3 separate regions of the Mus musculus genome follow, and all the other regions are linked to region 1. The links are chromatin contacts, called in public Hi-C and promoter capture Hi-C maps. All regions are on one chromosome and are shown on one strand. The core of a region is the stretch at or near the end of the contact, and the rest is flanking DNA. Distances in the headings are between cores, read along the strand shown.

Evidence for each region. Promoter capture Hi-C pulls out the DNA fragments that hold promoters and counts their contacts. Hi-C and Micro-C count contacts between places; a contact is called where the count stands out from the background.
Region 2: a Hi-C map of the G1E-ER4 cell line shows a contact between it and region 1, with 6 times the contacts expected there. The contact joins the enhancer-like site here to the promoter of Mzt1 in region 1. A contact is called at or near these places in 15 of 39 promoter capture datasets (the 3T3-L1 cell line, 3T3-L1-derived adipocytes, the C10 cell line and 10 more), 12 of 484 Hi-C or Micro-C datasets (the G1E-ER4 cell line, LSK cells, embryonic fibroblasts and 7 more), 12 of 115 datasets of contacts at active chromatin or transcription factors (astrocytes, bone marrow-derived macrophages, differentiating embryonic stem cells and 8 more) and 1 of 9 other capture datasets (adipose tissue).
Region 3: a contact with region 1 is called in a promoter capture Hi-C map of the HPC-7 cell line. The contact joins the enhancer-like site here to the promoter of Mzt1 in region 1. A contact is called at or near these places in 11 of 39 promoter capture datasets (the 3T3-L1 cell line, the C10 cell line, the HPC-7 cell line and 6 more), 2 of 484 Hi-C or Micro-C datasets (the G1E-ER4 cell line and ventricular fibroblasts) and 6 of 115 datasets of contacts at active chromatin or transcription factors (embryonic hindbrain, embryonic midbrain, embryonic stem cells and 3 more).

Annotation. Positions count from the first base shown.
Region 1 is chr14:99,044,630-99,048,109 of GRCm38.p6, reverse strand. Mzt1 (mitotic spindle organizing protein 1) reads left to right here and starts at 1,974. Exons shown (of 3, transcript NM_175245.4): 1 at 1,974-2,116. The coding sequence starts at 2,047. Bora (bora, aurora kinase A activator) reads right to left here and starts at 1,733. Exons shown (of 12, transcript NM_175265.5): 1 at 1,430-1,733; 2 at 642-809. The coding sequence starts at 794.
Region 2 is chr14:96,960,535-96,964,014 of GRCm38.p6, reverse strand. No RefSeq gene overlaps it. Among named protein-coding and RNA genes, the nearest start is that of Gm33525, 91 kb to the left of the region's middle. Within about 2 kb of position 1,679, at least 2 of the 459 cell types and tissues checked have an H3K27ac peak or open chromatin away from gene starts, as enhancers often do. A contact at or near this core is called in the G1E-ER4 cell line, where this site is marked.
Region 3 is chr14:96,988,972-96,992,451 of GRCm38.p6, reverse strand. No RefSeq gene overlaps it. Among named protein-coding and RNA genes, the nearest start is that of Gm33525, 62 kb to the left of the region's middle. Within about 2 kb of position 1,726, at least 18 of the 459 cell types and tissues checked have an H3K27ac peak or open chromatin away from gene starts, as enhancers often do. A contact at or near this core is called in the G1E-ER4 cell line and the HPC-7 cell line, where this site is marked.

The DNA of each region.
Region 1 (3,480 bases), core at 725-3,224:
TTTTTCGAGACAGGGTTTCTCTGTGTGGCCCTGGCTGTCCTGGAACTCACTTTTTGTAGACCAGGCTGGCCTTGAACTCAGAAATCCGCCTGCCTCTGCCTCCCGAGTGCTGGGATTAAAGGAGTGTGCCACCACACCCGGCTACGCATTACAATTTCAAAATTGCTCATTTTGCTGAGTTTTTTTTTTTTTTTTTTCCAACAGTGCAGGACTTTGCTCCCTTTTATAATAACCACAAGCTTTATTAGGGCTGAACGTTTTCAAATGGCTGGGCAAAAGGAAACAAAGGTATCACTATTTTATGACAGAAAAATAATAAGAAATTCACATTTCTGTGTCCATAATTCGTTACTAGAGCGTGGCATGTTTGTCTCCATATTGGTCTTGGCTGCTGTCTTTGGTCTGAGGTATATATGAGTAGCTCAGCTGTGACCAGCTAACTTGTAAAGCCTGTGTGCTGTTTCTGTGCTGGTGTGGGCAGTTCCTGGATGTCGACCTCCTGCATAAGAGCGCTCAGATCATGTCTGCTCAAAGAACCATTACAAGATTAGGTGCCATCTTCTTCTTGTATTTACACTTAAAATTATTTGTAGTTACTTTCACTTAAAATCACTTGTAAACACTAGGCAAGAGAAACTTACTGGTAGTTTTGTGGACTTAAAGATAGAAGGACTAGCAAGGGTTTGTTCATGGAGATTAGAATAATCACTGGGACTTTCAAAGGGATTTAAAACAGGGATCCTTCCTGGAGTTTCTGGTGTTATTTGCATTTTTAATTCGCTGACATCTCCCATAGCCCAGGAAGCAAACTAGAAAGAAATCAAAAGTACACATATTAAAATTACTGAATATCATAGATATTAATCCCGACAAAATACATTCAACATCTCACTCCAAATCGAATCCTCTTGGGGTTAAGTTTCTATGGTTTACAAAGGAGAATCAGCCCTGCACGTTTTCTCAGATGATCCGGAGCCGAGCCTTGGGAGCTGGGGAAGGTACGGCAATGCTCCTATCACTTTTTCAGAGGAAGCAACGCATGCACGGAAGTTATGCGGCATATATGAAGCAGCCAACCGGTTATGAGTGGGCTCTGGTCCAATCTGATTACACCAAAAATAAGTGCCTTTCCAACCAAACGACTTCTATTTATCGTTTTCCTTATTCATCATCTCAAGACAAAACCGTACGAACACCGTCCGGATACCCAAGTAATTCCACACAGAACTGCAATTTTTACTACTGGCACGTTAGTCCTCACTTGAACAGGGTGAGTGACAGGCTGGACCCAGGTGGGGATTTAAACTACTTTTCCTAAAGAGCACTCCCCCTCCGGGATCCAAAGGCACGCTGCATTCCTTCCAAAGAGGGTTACAGCCAGAAGGGAGATGGGGGCGGGGGTGAAGAAGAAGAAAAGAAAAGAATTTACTTTTGTAAGATCAAAGTTGAGCGGGCTCCCTCGGAAACAGCAGAGACGTCACTTCCAGCGACCATTCAGTGTCCAGGCGCCCTCTCTCTCTGCTCCCCTTCACACCTAGGCGAGCTCACAGGTACGTCTGGGGCCAGGAAACCAGAGCGGTCCACCTCGAAGCAGGAGTCCAGGCCTGGGGCCACGGAGAACGTACCTACACTCGTGGGCAACGTGGAAGTTCTAGCATCACCCTGCAGATGCCCACGCCAGGCGCCGACTCTTTAACTCCCTCCGTGCTCTCCGGCCAACCAGGGCGCGGGGCGGGGAGAGGTCACCGGCCAATCGCGTCCCACCGCCGTCCGCGAACCAGCCAATGGCGTCGAGGCGGCCGGGTGAATTCGAACGCTAACTCCTCGCTCTACGTTCCGCGCAAGGGAACGAGGCTCCAAATTCAAATCAACGCGGTCCGGCGTCGGCGCTCGGCGCTCGGCGCGAGGGGGCGTGGCCCGGGCGGCGGGGGCGTGGCCTGGGCGGTGCGAGCGCCGCCGCGCGGTGTGTGGGCGGGGCCGAGCGGCGGCGGGCGCTCCAGTTCCGGGTCAGGCCTTCTCCCACCGGGGCGGGGGCCTCTCCTCTCCATGGCGAGCGGTAGCGGCCCGGGCGCGGCGGCCTCGGCCAACCTGAACGCGGTGAGGGAGACCATGGACGGTGAGTGCGCGTCGTTCTCGTCTGACCGGGCCTGCGCTTCCCGGCGCCGAGCCCCCGGATGGAGGCGTCGTAGAGGGCCCCACGGTCCCCGCGTCGGCCTCGGCGGTATCCTGCGAGGGGACGGGGAAGGGGACCCGCCGCGACCTCGAAGCTGGCGGCCCCAGAGCTCCGGTCTTCCGCTGCGGCGGAGTTTGGCGCGCGCGGGGCGTTCCAGGCCTCGCGACCGCTGCCTGCGAGCCCATCCTGGGGCCACGCGACCCGCCAAGTGTCTGGCGCCTGCTCGTGTCTGGCGCGTGCTCGTGGCCTGGGGACCCGGGGCGAAAGGGGTCGTGGACCTTTTTGTCCACGCGGTGAGCTCAGTTCCGGGGCCCAGGCGTTTCAGTAACGGGTTATTTGTTTCCAGTGATTGAGCACCACTCCCCGTCACCATCTCCCACTCCTTAGATCGGGCGACACGGGTGACCGCGGTTGTGGGTGTGTCCGCGCCCGCTGCCTGATAGGTAGAGCGCACCCAGAGGTACAGAAATAAGTCTCAGAGTTCCCTTCTCTCTGCTATGGTTCTGCAGCTTTGTCCCTCTCGGACCCAACACTTAGAAAGTAACTATTATTCGTAAACAATAAAATAAAGTTGTAGCTCCGGGTATTTAAAATAAGACAGCCAGGTAAAGTGTGTGTCAAGTGATCGGTTTTATTTGCTTTTTCTTTTGCGTTAGCAAGCATCTTTCTTTGTCTTAATTTTACACGTTTCCATCTACGTGTGGTTCTACATGTCTGTTTTGGCAGTGGCTTTGATGGTTTCCAGAGGTTACCCCCTCAACATCTTTCTCAAAAGATAACCTTACGCTTTGCAGTGGTTTTCCCCACCTAATTGTTTGCCACATTGTTCTTTTTCTGTCTCCAGCCTGTCTTTTTTTTTTTTCTTTTTTCTTTCATCTTAGATGTTCCACGGCTTATTGTTTTGTAAAAATAAATGTATGTACACAAGGGTACCGTTGTGGTTTTTAGGTTGTGTTGTTCTGAGATAAGACTCTTGCCTGTGTAGCCTAGAGTGACCTCAAGTTCCTGAGCTTCTCTTTTTGCCTCTGGAGCGTCCATGGGGTGCTGGGTGCACCAGTGTGTGTTGTGAGTAGTGTCTGAAGAGAACTGGTTAAGTTGGTGGGCCTGCTGTGAGGGCTAAGGCTTTGCATCCCAACCTTTTGTGAGAGAACGTGTTGTAAAGTAAAAAGTACACAGTATAAAAACATTTAAGAAGTTTGTTTGCTTTTTTAACGAAGTAAGAGTATGTGTGAGGTTTTAGCCCATTTAAGTCATTGTAAAAGAACCAGCATGAAATTTTCAGTTTGGATCTTCCTTTGATAGCAGTT
Region 2 (3,480 bases), core at 430-2,929, 2.1 Mb after region 1:
AAATAGTAAGGTATTTATTATTATTATTATTATTATTATTATTATTATTATTATTATTATTATTGAGTAGCAACACAAGATACATAACATAACTAGATAGTCGGCCCTGGAGGGTTTACAGGACTTGGGGATTTTAGAGCCAAAGAGCTAAGTAAGCTCTAAGTAAGTAAAGACGCAGCCCTGATATGAGTCAACCCACATCGGTAGGCTGCCTTGGAAATTTACTTTGAACTTTGTGAACAATTACAATAATTTTCTTTTCATGAACTTCATCTGTGTTTTCTCTCTATCTCTGTCCTTTTCTGTCTCTCTGTCTCATTCTGTTTCTGTCTGTGTGTTTGTCTCTGTCTCTGCCTCCCTCTCACTGTCTCTCCCTGTCTCTGCTTCTCTCTCTGTCTCCATGTCTCTCTGTCTCTGTCTCTCTCTCTCACGTGGACCCTGTGTCTTCTGCTTTCATGTCCCTTTTATGTCCTTACTTCTTTCTTCAATTTCACTTTCAAATAACTGTAAAAATGCATGTATGCATGCATTGCTCCAAATCTTTTCATTTAATGCTACAGCACCGCCAGCAAAACACATAATAATATTTCCCTATTTTACAGGTTGTATAACATAAGATAGTCTTTTTGTCATTTCTTTCTCATGTTGTAAAGTTAAAATATATTTCTGTCACACGAGTGCCTTCTCAACATGAGTGTGATCTTCCCACATCATTCATAATGAACTTTTAAATTAGAAAGGGAAAAATACGAACTAATATGATTCAACCTGTGATAAGGAATTTCATAGACAGAAAATTCAATAGCTGCCCAAAATGTTTTGTGCTCTGATAGTGAGTGTGAGGCATTGTTTAGATTTATTATATTCCCTCAGTTCAATCTCCGCTTGCAGCTCTTCCCGTCTCCCATGGGCCAGTGGCTCTTGATTCGCTTTGTCTTCAGTGTCTAAATCTGGAAATCTCCTTTCTTTACTTTGCTCTATTCTTTCCGTAGAAAAGGTTTCTGTGTGCAAGTGCTTTCCAGTCTTTTTAATTTCTTAAACAAATAAAAGAAAACGGCCTGCATGTATTAATCCTTTTTTAATAACCATGACTAAAAGATGGAGCATTTGCTTGGTATTGTTTTGAACTGCTATTATCTTTTAAAGAGTTTTATTTTTATGGTATCTATTGTGGCCTGCAGTTAAAATGACAAAGATGCTCGTGCTGGGCAAACTGAAGAAAGCTTTAGTTCACTGAATAAAAACCTGAGATGGACAGAAGGTTTGCTAAAAGTATTTTTTGTTCATATTCTGTTGCCGCTATAGTTTCTTTTAAATAATTTTTCTTTACTTAGAAAACATGGGATTTACTCTACATAAAACTTTTCATAGGCTGGGAGAAAGTTGTGTAAGACTTGGTACATTGCTGCCATCTATGGACCGAGAGTGAAAACTGATCTTCACTTTAAAGGTGGTTGATGTTGCCCTTTGTGTACTTATTAGCTCTATGAACTCCTAAACGACAGTCGCCTTTTGGGTAGAATTTATTAAAAGGAAGACAAGGAGGCTAAGAAGATGCCTCCGAGGATAAAGCCCTTGCTGCACAAGTGAAGGAACTAAGTTAGATCCTCAGAACCCAAGCGGCATCAAAAGCAGTAGTTCACACCTTACTGTTAAGTGCTGGTGACACGGACAAAATCTGGACACCAGGAACTTGTGGACAGTCAATCTTTTCAAATCAGTGAGCTCCTGGATCCTTTTAAGACTCAAAAGCTAAGATAAAAGAAACAATTAAGGGAACAATAAATTCTAACTCTGACCTCCACACATAATGAAATGAATGAGAATGCATATAAACACACACACACACACACACACACACACACACACACACACACACACTGAACACAAGTGCCTGCATTAGCGAACTGCACATCCACAGTTGGCAGGTGCTTTGATTAACCAATCAAATTTCCACCTAGGGATCTGCCAAGATTGTGTAAAGAGAGGATACATGTGTATTAGCAACCCCACTTAAGAAAGGAAAAGGTTGAGCCCAAAGGAGTACTGGTGTTTTGCCCCAGTCATTGAGCAGACCTGGGAACACTTGGGAGGACGGCTCCTGATTCCATTCTCTGAGATCACCTCACCAAGCTCATCAGGCCTGGCCTTTCATATAAGCCTGCATCAGACGCTTCTCTAATTGTCTATTACTTACAAGTGGTTATTGCATAAGAGCTCTGCTCTCTCGTGCTCTCACCATACCTGACTGACTAACCTCAGTACAGGACTGTTTCAGGAATTAGAAGACTTCTGACATCAGGAAAACCAAAGTTTCTGAACTTTGGAAATTATTTATTTTATTTTTTGGTATTATTATTAGCTCTTTGTATTTTCCTCTTTCAAATCCGACCATATATTCCCATTTTGCTCCATTTCAAATTAATGGCTTTAATTCCATTCATCTTTGTTACATAAATACGCACACACACCATGTGTGTGTGTGTGTGTGTGTGTGTGTGTGTGTGTGTGTGTGTGTGTGTGTGTGTGTGTGTGTGTTTGACTATAACCTGCACTTTTTGGTCTAGCCTCGTATGCACTAAAATTATATTCATAAATAAACAGGAAAGAACACTTCAAAGAATGGCAAGGGCAGTAAAATTTTAACTTACTGGTATTCTAGGAAGGTGGGAAACCACTAATCCTTAGTGCTAAAGAAAGATGCTTTCAGGAAAATATAAGCTAGTAAAAATAGCAGATATAAATGAAATTTTAGTAAATGAATGTTATAATGAGGCAAATATGAGGGGATAATGAGAACCTGTTTACTGGATAAGATGTCACATTCTGTTTCTTGTGCTATAAAGGCACAGAGCCAGTGAAGTTCAAACCCTACTTAAGTAAGTACAGAGATCTAGGGAAAGTCCTGTAGAGAGCATTAGATTTTTCTTGAGATAATACTTGATACAGGAATTGTTTTTGCAAGTACAATAATGATTTGATAATGATGGAGGAAACCTTGTATAATAACAGGTTTGGTTAAAATTAGATATTACATCTGCTAATATTGTGGAGGGGGATAGATGTGCTCAGAACAACATTCCTATCTTTTGATTATTCTGGGCTTCCTTAAAAATAACAACACAGATGCTGCTCAGTTGAAAAAGTACTTGCCATATCAGGGTACTTTCAGCAAAATCTTGCTGGCATGTGCAATAGTGTCTGGGTTTGGTGGCTGATTATGGGATGGATCCCCGGGTAGGGTAGTCTCTGGATGGTCCATCCTTTCGTCTTGGCTCCAAACTTTGATAGGATGGAACACAGGGCCCCCAATGGAGGAGCTAGACAAAGTACCCAAGGAGCTGAAGGGGTCTGCAACCCTCTAGGTAGAACAACAATATGAACTAACCAGTACCCCCAGAACTCATGTCTCTAGCTGCATATGTATCAGAAGAGGGCCTATTTGGCCATCATTGGGAAGAGAGGTCCCTTGGTCTCATA
Region 3 (3,480 bases), core at 477-2,976, 2.1 Mb after region 1:
AACATTAAGGAAAGACCTGTCATTAGCCTTCCATAAAATGGGTTATTTGTTTTTCAGTAGAAATGCATATTGGGATAAAGCACAGCTCTTATGACACGGACTAGAGAATTCTCCAGAAGAGTGATGCACTTGTTGCTAAGACAACCCACGAAACATTCAGATTTATGGAACATTAGACCAATAACCCTAAGGTCCTAACTCTGCAGTGGGGTAAGTAAATTTAAATGCTTCAAGTTTCATGGATTGCTTATAGCTTGCCTTGATCTTAAGGAAACTAATGAGAAGAAATAACACAAACATTGTCGTTTGGAAAATTTTACTCATGTATTTTTAATTTTATCTCTTGAGGAAACTTTTAAAAGTTTATCTAATTAGCAAAGTCCAAATAAAATTGTCAAAGAAATCTAAATCAGTTCAAGGCGAGGAAACAGAGGAGAAGAGTATTTGAACTCTACTCTGCACTCACAGACTCAAACACTAGCCTAAATAAGATCCATTATTTTAAGAGTCACTAAAAAGAACGATAAGAAAAAAAATGGGAACAATATTTATTCACATAGGTTACAAAACTAAATAGATGTCCATAAATAAGCTCTCGTTCCCATGATGCCAGTATAGCACACTTTACTTGGTTGACTTTAGCATTAAGAAAACTTAAAGAAGGTAATTAAAGTTCAATATTGATTTTCTAATATTAATTATCATTTCTTCAAATGTTTGTTTTAAAAACAGTTTTGCTCTACATTGTAATAAATGATTTTAGTGATGAAAGTTGCCTTCAAAAGTGTGATGGAAAAGAATTTGTGTAGGGTACTGTACAAATTGAGATACTGTGAGAATGTTGACAACGAGTATCTTCAAACTTCATCTATACATATATTGCAAATTATTTTTATCAAAATTAACCTGATTTCAACTGTTACTCAAATTTGAAATTCTGCTGCTTGTTTTAAATTTTTATCGATAATTGATAAGTTGATTTGAAATAATTTTAAATGGTATTAGCATTAAGATACTTTCTCTACAAAGTGTTGGGAAATACAGATTTTCTGAAATATAAGGGGTTTTGTGACGACAATGATATAAGTTATGTATGAATATAGTTAATCAATGAAAACAAAATATATTAAAGTATCAACAATAATGCAGTGATTTAACTGCTTTCATGGATGTTAAGTCAATAAACTTCTGAAGAATCATATATATTTAACCAAAAAAATAGATTTCTTGCATGTAAATGACCACATTTTAAACAAAAGTTATCTCCCAGACTTTTTAATCTTTGCTACATTTTACATATTGTACTTTCAAATTCATATCTCTGTGTTGACATATTTCAAATAAAGAAAGGGACTGTTGTTATTCTTTCTATGCTGTTTTCATTCAATTAACTCTACCATTTTATTTTTTTCTAAGCAAACAAGATGGCAGTTTACTCAGAGTAAGCCCGTAATAACATATATCGGCTAGAGTTGAACAAACACCTTTGCTCATGCAACGCCTTTTAAAATCAAACAGCTTTTAATAAAAGCAAACACACACGTAAATAGTGTTTCCCTTTGGAATTTGACTGTTAACAGAAAAATGATAAAAACATAAAAATGGTTTAAATTTGTACGGAAGTTAAATAGTTCAGGAAATGTTTTATTAACTGATAGCACGGGAGCAGGGTTTTGTTCTTTGCATGATACAGCAATGAAAGACTGAAACGTGTGCTATGTGGCTTTTGTCAAAGTTCTTCCTAACTGTATGAGCGTTTCACAAGGTTGTTGAAAACCACATTCTTATCAAGCACTCACAAAAGTAAAATTCTGTTTCAATATCTATTTTTTCTTAGATACATGCAGAATTTGAAAGGAGAACAAAAAAGTTCATATAGTTTTAAAATGGGAAAGTGGTTTGTACTTCTAGTAAATTATAACAGACATTCAGAGGAAGTAAAATTGAAACCAGAAATAGATACTTTTACTCTTTTGATATTAGTGTTTGATAACTTGATATATGTATATATATATATATATATAATGTTTTGATAGCAATATAAAATATAAACAAATAGCTATCATCTCCAAGTTAATATCACACAAGAGTATGTTTTCATCATTTAGATACAATTTATGATACATAATCAAATTTCTAAGAAAAATCAAATTTGAAGTGTTTGGAATTGCACATCTAAACTGACTTTGCTAATTTTATGAACTTCCAGTTTTGTATTAGTTAATGCAAATTGAACACAGACTTAGCATACAGGCCATTTGACCTGATATAGGTGATAAGATTGAAGAAGACTGGGATGGTGTGCTGTTTCACTGGGACACAGGATTTTTTTCCTGTACTAGCTGTGTAGAAAGTTAGTTTTTTTTTTTTCACAAATCTACCTTTCTCTCTGTAACTTGGGAATTTTAACTGTAGACTTGGTTTGTTTTTCATATCTTATAGAACTTTATGTTTGGACATGAATGACATTTAATATTAAATCATATTAAATATTTCTGAAACAAATATTCCCTGGTTATCGAATAGCATTACCTGGTTCTATTGGTGTAAAAAAACTTGATATATTTATTTTTTATAATATGTAATCAGATGAGAAAATATATTTATAATATATGCTATGACAAGTCTGCTTCTGATTTTTAGATTCTAAAATATCACATGTAAAATGTAAATTAATATAGTTTTGTCAGCATGGTATCATTTAGCAGGAAGAATCATTAATAATCCTTAAAAGTAAAGTGTGTAATTTAGTGTGATGTCAGGATACACAGTGAGAGGGAAATATATTTAACACAAAATAGAATACAAAATTGCAAGCTTACAATATTAAACAGTTCACAAAATTAGTTCTTGGATATGACATTATACACCATCAGGAAAAGGTAATAACATAATTAAGGGTGTTTGACATAATGTTGCCTGTGTACATGCAGCATACCACACACACTGACATGAGAATTGTCATTTAACAACGGGAACAACATGTTTAAACTCTATTTGAGTGGTACATTGAAAGAAAATTTAAGGTTTTCACATTGATTTCTTTAAGAAAAAAACTATTTCTGAAATTTCTGAAACACAGATGGGCATTTTTACCACACTGCCTGCCCTCATTTCTCTCTAGAAAAAAAAAGACTCGATTAAACCTATGCACTATGTTCTGGATCTCCAAGCTACAATTTATCTCATGTGCACATCTATGGCTATCCTGTTTGCATATCACTTTCTGCCTTTCTGACTTAAGGCATTAGTTTATAGATACTGGGACATTTTATAATTCATTGACCTATAAATATCCGCATTATTGACAGTTACAATGAAATAATGTATGCCTATGAGAAGTCATAAAATTCCTTTCTACTGTTTAAATCGGTTGAGTAATATGGTTCTTGTCTTTGAATGTATATGGTGATGGCGGAAGTTATAACAATCATTTACCTGAAGAGAACTGTTTCTGCATAGTTTATGCAAATTTTACTA